Regions from separate parts of the Mus musculus genome. Here region 1 is linked to region 2. The links are chromatin contacts, called in public Hi-C maps. All regions are on one chromosome and are shown on one strand. The core of a region is the stretch at or near the end of the contact, and the rest is flanking DNA. Distances in the headings are between cores, read along the strand shown.

What was found. Hi-C and Micro-C count contacts between places; a contact is called where the count stands out from the background.
Region 1: a contact with region 2 is called in a Hi-C map of uterus, with 2.0 times the contacts expected there. The contact joins two enhancer-like sites. A contact is called at or near these places in 2 of 484 Hi-C or Micro-C datasets (bone marrow-derived macrophages and uterus), 8 of 115 datasets of contacts at active chromatin or transcription factors (astrocytes, embryonic stem cells and stem cell-derived neural progenitor cells) and 1 of 9 other capture datasets (embryonic stem cells).

What each region holds. Positions count from the first base shown.
Region 1 is chr4:56,643,151-56,646,144 of GRCm38.p6, forward strand. All of the region lies in intron 6 of Gm34687 (a long non-coding RNA gene), which reads right to left. Among named protein-coding and RNA genes, the nearest start is that of Gm26144, 34 kb to the right of the region's middle. Within about 2 kb of position 1,626, at least 130 of the 459 cell types and tissues checked have an H3K27ac peak or open chromatin away from gene starts, as enhancers often do. A contact at or near this core is called in uterus, where this site is marked.
Region 2 is chr4:55,460,117-55,462,949 of GRCm38.p6, forward strand. No RefSeq gene overlaps it. Among named protein-coding and RNA genes, the nearest start is that of Gm22150, 7.6 kb to the right of the region's middle. Within about 2 kb of position 1,410, at least 6 of the 459 cell types and tissues checked have an H3K27ac peak or open chromatin away from gene starts, as enhancers often do. A contact at or near this core is called in uterus, where this site is marked.

The sequences.
Region 1 (2,994 bases), core at 376-2,875, 1.2 Mb after region 2:
AATGCTTCTGAGCACACAAGAAAGGCACTTAATCCTCCGAAATCAGAGGCCAGCTCCTGGCAGTCTGAGACAGAGGACAGAATTCCTGCCTTGAGGGTCCTCACCTGCAGAGGGTCTATATTGTCATGTGTCTTTCTTTAAACAGTGCCCAAAATGCCCATGAAGCACAAGTTTACACAGCTGTGCTCAGGTCATTTTCCTTCAAAAGGGGACCTGACATATGTCTCCTTTAGCTATGGCACAAACAAAAAAAAAAAAAAAAAAAAAAAAAAAAAGAAGAAGAAGAAGAAGAAGAAGAAGAAAAATCTATATCTCACACTGCTAGAAAACCCAGAAATCCAGAGCTGGTTTCCAACCAGGCCTGTGAGAAGCAGAGAATATTCTGGGCTGGGAAAAGAGGAATTGTGGATCATAGAGATGCTGAGGAGGGTTGAGCTAAAAAAAAAAAAAAATTAAGCAAAGCATAGCTACTGGAGGCACACACTCAGCTCAAGGCAAGGCCCCAAGGGGAACAAACATTCTCTGTGCCATAAAGGACAGAGGATGGCAGAAGAGACATTTGGAAGGCAGCCAGAGCACCTGCCACCATGTGACACATGTAGGAATAAGAGACTTCCCCGGAGGCTACCAGATCCTAGGTGGGACTAAGGCTCAAACTTTGAAAAAGGTCTAGGAGACCAAATGTTTAGTTGGAATATAAGTGTGGCACCAAATGAAGACCTCCAAGAGCCTATGGCTGCATTCTGAGTTAAGAGAGGTTAGACCCTATGCAGAAGACAGAAGAAAAAAGGTCTATGATTCGTCCCAGGAGAAGCTGTAATGGCAGGGACAGGGTTTGTTTGGCCTCACAGGATATCCTAACCAAGCAACAGCAGCATCCAGCCTCTGAGAATGACGTCCTCTGCTCGTTCCTGCCCTTCCCTGAGTGTGTCTGGGCATGTTAAAACCGTGACGTGAGCTACTTGCCACACGCAAGAAGTGAGGTAACGGGAAGAAGAAACCATGCCCGTCAGACCGGAGTCCTCAGCACAGTTACTTAAAGCATTGCTGGTCATCAAACTAACAGGCCACTGGTCACCATGGTAACAGCAATCAAAACACCAATTCCTGCTTTCCTGAGCTGGTGTTGAATGACGATTGTGCTGCACAGAGGAGCAACTTAATCCCTCAGTGCACAATAAACAGAGTTGCCAGCTCCAGCCTCGTAGAAGATGGAGAAAAATAACTTGCGAGCGGACAAAGTACATTTCTCAGGGTGGATGCATGATTCGAGCCAAGAACTCAAGGAGGGAATCTTTTTGCTCAGCTTGAAGTCATTGCTGTCTCTGAGCCGCTTCCCCCACCCATCACAGTTTTTAGGGAGGGAGACTGTTACGACTGCTTAAGAAACATGATGAATTTGTTTTAAACCCCAGATATGTGCATCTCTAGCCTTCCTGGCAAAATTCAGACAAAAATTTAATGACGGCTGTGAAATACTCACATTCGAAGTAGATCTGATAATTTTCCTTTATGTCACCAAGGCAACACAGAATTCATCTTCATCTCTTTGGAGGATAGTGATCCTCTCCAAATGCCTGATGCAAGCGTGAAACACAAGCCTCCCCCTCCTTTTGTTCCACCCCTACAGCCGAGTGAAGCCAAAATCCCTGGATCTAGGCCCATTGGCTGCCAAGTCACAGCTGTCTTGGGTTTCCTCACTCCAAGGTCACTGGGCAAAATCGTAGAGACCCTGGGATGCACCATAAATCCAATTCCTCTTTTCAAAGCCTATTTCCTTCTCTTCTCCTATAAGAGTCTCAGAGAGGTACATTCTAATACAACAAAGTACACAAGGAATCCTGCTTTAATTCCCTTCTCCACTCTATTCCATCAGCAGATCAAGGGCCCAAGACTGGCAGATGCCAGTTGCTACATCTCACTCCAGATCTGCATGGAGAATGGAGTAAGTGGCTGGGTAGACACCAGTCTGAATGCCCTGTGGTCAGCTGTGTACCTTTGGACTAGCCAGTTCTGGTCAAGGGCAGAAGCCATTTGGAACCCACAGAGCTATCCAATCCCAAGTCCAGTGATTCACTGAGTCTCTCAAGAAACCACAGTCTTCCTTGAACTATGACACGGTGTAACCTTTGGTTGTGAGTGTTTTGCCACAGTTTGTTTCTCTAACTTTAGCACAGAGATAGTATCCTGTGCAGAGGTGTAATCGCTGTGTACCTACTCCTTGGCAGCTATTACGTTTCTCTGGCTATAAAAGCCTAAATCAAAACATAGTCTCTGTGGAGTTCCAATTTTTCTAGGTGTATAATGAGTCTACCTCATAGGATCACTGAGTGAATTTAAAATACAAGATGTGAGCCAGAGGGAAAGACCATCAGCTAAAGGTAGAGCTACCAAGCCTCATGACCTGTGTTTGAATCCCAGGAGCCACATGGTAGAAATGGAGAATCAATTCCCACACATTGTCTTCTGACCTCCCCACATGTACTGTAATGTAGTCACACACAAATAGTAATATTAAACAGGCTGAGCAAGTTATGTTGGGTGTGTGTGTGTGTGTGTGTGTGTGTGTGTCTGTGTGTCTGTGTGTCTGTGTGTCTGTGTGTCTGTGTGTCTGTGTGTCTGTGTATGTGTGTCTGTGTGTCTGTGTGAGTGTGTATGTGTAACAATGACAATTATGAGAAAAGAGCCCATGAATTTGAAAGGGAACCAGAGGAAAACATGGTAGGGATTAAAGAGAGGGAAAGGAAGGGAGAAATTACATAATTATATTTTGACTTTAAATAATAATAATAGCCGGGTGGTAGTTGGCGCACGCCTTTAATCCCAGCACTTGGGAGGCAGAGGCAGGCAGATTTCTGAGTCCAAGGCCATCCTGGTCTACAGAGTGAGTTCCAGGACAGCCAGGGCTACACAGAGAAACCCTGTCTTAAAAAACAAAAATTAATAATAACAATAATAATAATAATAATAAACAACTGTGGGAGCAAAGTCAGT
Region 2 (2,833 bases), core at 160-2,659:
AGAGGAGGGAAGGGAAACTGTGGTCAGTTGGGATGTTAAATAAATAAATACCCCCCCCCAAAAAAGAACAAGGTAGAGTCTTATTACGATCCCTGCTGACTTCAAAATTAACCCTCCTACCTCAGCTTCCCAAATGCTGGCATCACAAGTTTTTGTCACCACACTCAGCCAAAGTCTCATTCTTAATGACATGTAAGAGTCTCCTACAGAACTTTAGCCTAGATGCCTGGGTCTTGCTCTCACAGACTCTAATGATTTGGCTGTGTCCCCATATAAGGAGTCTCGAATGCCTTTTGGAGGGATTCTAATGTGGAATTGAAACAGTCTTTCTGAAACTTGAAGGCTAGAGTCTAAACTCTCTAGGGGCATTACTGAACTGTTCCCATGCAGGGCATGGCATCACCCATCAATTACTTTAGTTTTCCAGTTGGTCCCTGTGTACAGGCATGGGGATGATCACTGTCTGTAGCTACAGTATGGAAGATGGATCAGTCTGAAGGAAAAGAAGTGGGGAGGCCATTTGGGAGTCTGATGCTGTGTAGGCAGAGGCAAGATGAAACAAAAGCCAGGGCATAAAGTGACAGAAACAAAATTCTGCTGACTATTATGCCTGCTTTCAAGTCCAGAGGCTCAACTAATAACAATGTTCATTGATACAAATACTTAGGGACCATACTACTAATAATGATGTTCATGGATGCACATACTTAGGGACCATCCTACTCCTTCCAGCAAAGGAGTAAGTTTGTATAGACCAGTGCAACATCTTAAGAATCGCTGTCAGATCAGGAAGAATAGAAAGGGACAGCCTGGTACCACACAGACTTCCAGTAAACCATGGCTCCTACATGCCAGTTCCATAGAGGCTATTATTACAAAGCTGTTTGTTCTCTACCTCTGAGCAGCCATCTATTCTCCACTCTGAGCTCATCAATCTATCCACTGAGGCTGCACCTGCCTACTTCATACCCCATCAGCCTCTTATTTGTCCGTTCACTGTCTCTACATCCCTTTCTTTTTTTTTTTTCCTTTTTTTTTTTTTTTTTTTTTGGTTTTTCGAGGCAGGGTTTTTCTGTGTAGCCCTGGCTGTCCTGGAACTCACTTTGTAGACCAGGCTGGCCTTGAACTCAGAAATCCGCCTGCCTCTGTTTCCCAAGTGCTGGGATTAAAGGCATGTGCCACCATGCCCGGCATCCCTTTCTTTTGGTTGGGACGAATGCTCAATCAGATGGATGCATCTGGCTGTCCTTGGTTAAGTCATTGGGGTGTGAGGCCGTGGAGCTCTTGGACAGGTATGAAAAATTCTCCCATCTACACTTTTTCTACTGGGTCAAGCATCCCTTAGGAACTTTGTTCCTCTGATCAACTAGGACCTTTCCAAGAACCATCTGGTAAGAACAGCATGAGGTCAGAAAGCAGATGTGCAGAAGAGAGCATTTCCAGAAACTTCTGGCTTCCAGATTGATGTCCTGTGGTGAGAGAGAGCCACAGTTCTCTTGAGATCTCTTCATCAGGCATTTTCTTCCAGGATAATGCTTTAGAGGCAATGCAGAGAGAGGTTAAATCTGAAAAAAAAATGCTGACAAGCAGGGCATGTCAACCTCACTTTTGCCTCTTTGAGTTTTTTATTGTTTTGTTTTTGTTTTTGTTTTTAACACCAAAGGCAATCTATTTATTTTGTCATGGTTCACTGTGGAGAGTCTGTGGCAGAATGCCTGGGAAGGAGCTCTGTAAACTGTGAAGAACTCTGGGTCCAGAATGTGTTAGGACTCTAAGTGTAAATGCAAACAAGTGGTGGCTGGCAGTGGGTTGAAGCGTTCCCTTGAAAGGCCAAAGCTGGCCAGGTATTGATTCACCAAGTGGTGCATATGGCTTTCACACAAGGGATCATAATTTATCTTTGGACATCCACCCGAGCTCCTGTAAAACAATGCTGTGCAGGTTGTAACAAATCTAAGATAAAGGCGTATGGGCAAGATACCCAGATTTACAACATACTGGCTGTTGTGTAATTCAAAAATCTGAAACCCAATTTTGGAAAGAATTGTCTGTCTTCTAGCCAAGCAGCAGAGCCAAAGAAAGGCAGAATCCAGTGGAGATGGTTCAGTGACGGCTTCCAGGGTCCAATCAGGGTTGGGACACACTAGTGCCTACTGGGGCAATTGCAGGGGTGATATCAGCGGGGACTCAGATGGGCAGGGCTTCTGAAGGCAGTGGCTCTGTCATATTGGCTCATGGTAGCCATGAAGGTACTGAAGCTTAGGGTCTTTGATTTAGGATTTTTACGGAGAAATTGGGAATCTAGGTGTTTGTATGTATCCTTTATGAAACCTCCATGTTCAAGTGCTGGCAGGCAAACTATGAGACCCTGTGTGGGTCAAGCTAACTAGATGTGCTGACTACTTTTGGCCACCCACAGATAACCTCTGTTTTGGACTGCCTGGGTGCTCATGACAACTAGTCAGGAAGGCTTTAGCAATGCCAGAGCTTGGATGGACCTCACAGCAGACCCTTTAAATCAGAATTTTGAGGATGAAAATGAGATCAAACATTGCATAAGTTAAAGCTGTCTAGGTAATCCCAGTGTTCAGTCAAGTTATCGAATTGGTGTGCTAATTACAGCCTAGCATAGACCCTCCTGGGAGCTCATAAGATGCTCAAAGATGAGGCCAGGAATGTGTGTTTTAATAGAGAACCACAGTAAAGATGCTATGCCTTATATTCAAGGTACCTGTAAATCACACAAGCATCTTATAGAAATGTAGACTCTCATCTAGGCCTGGTCATCTATCCATAGACTCTAGGCCAAAGCAGGAGTGAATTCAAGGTCAGT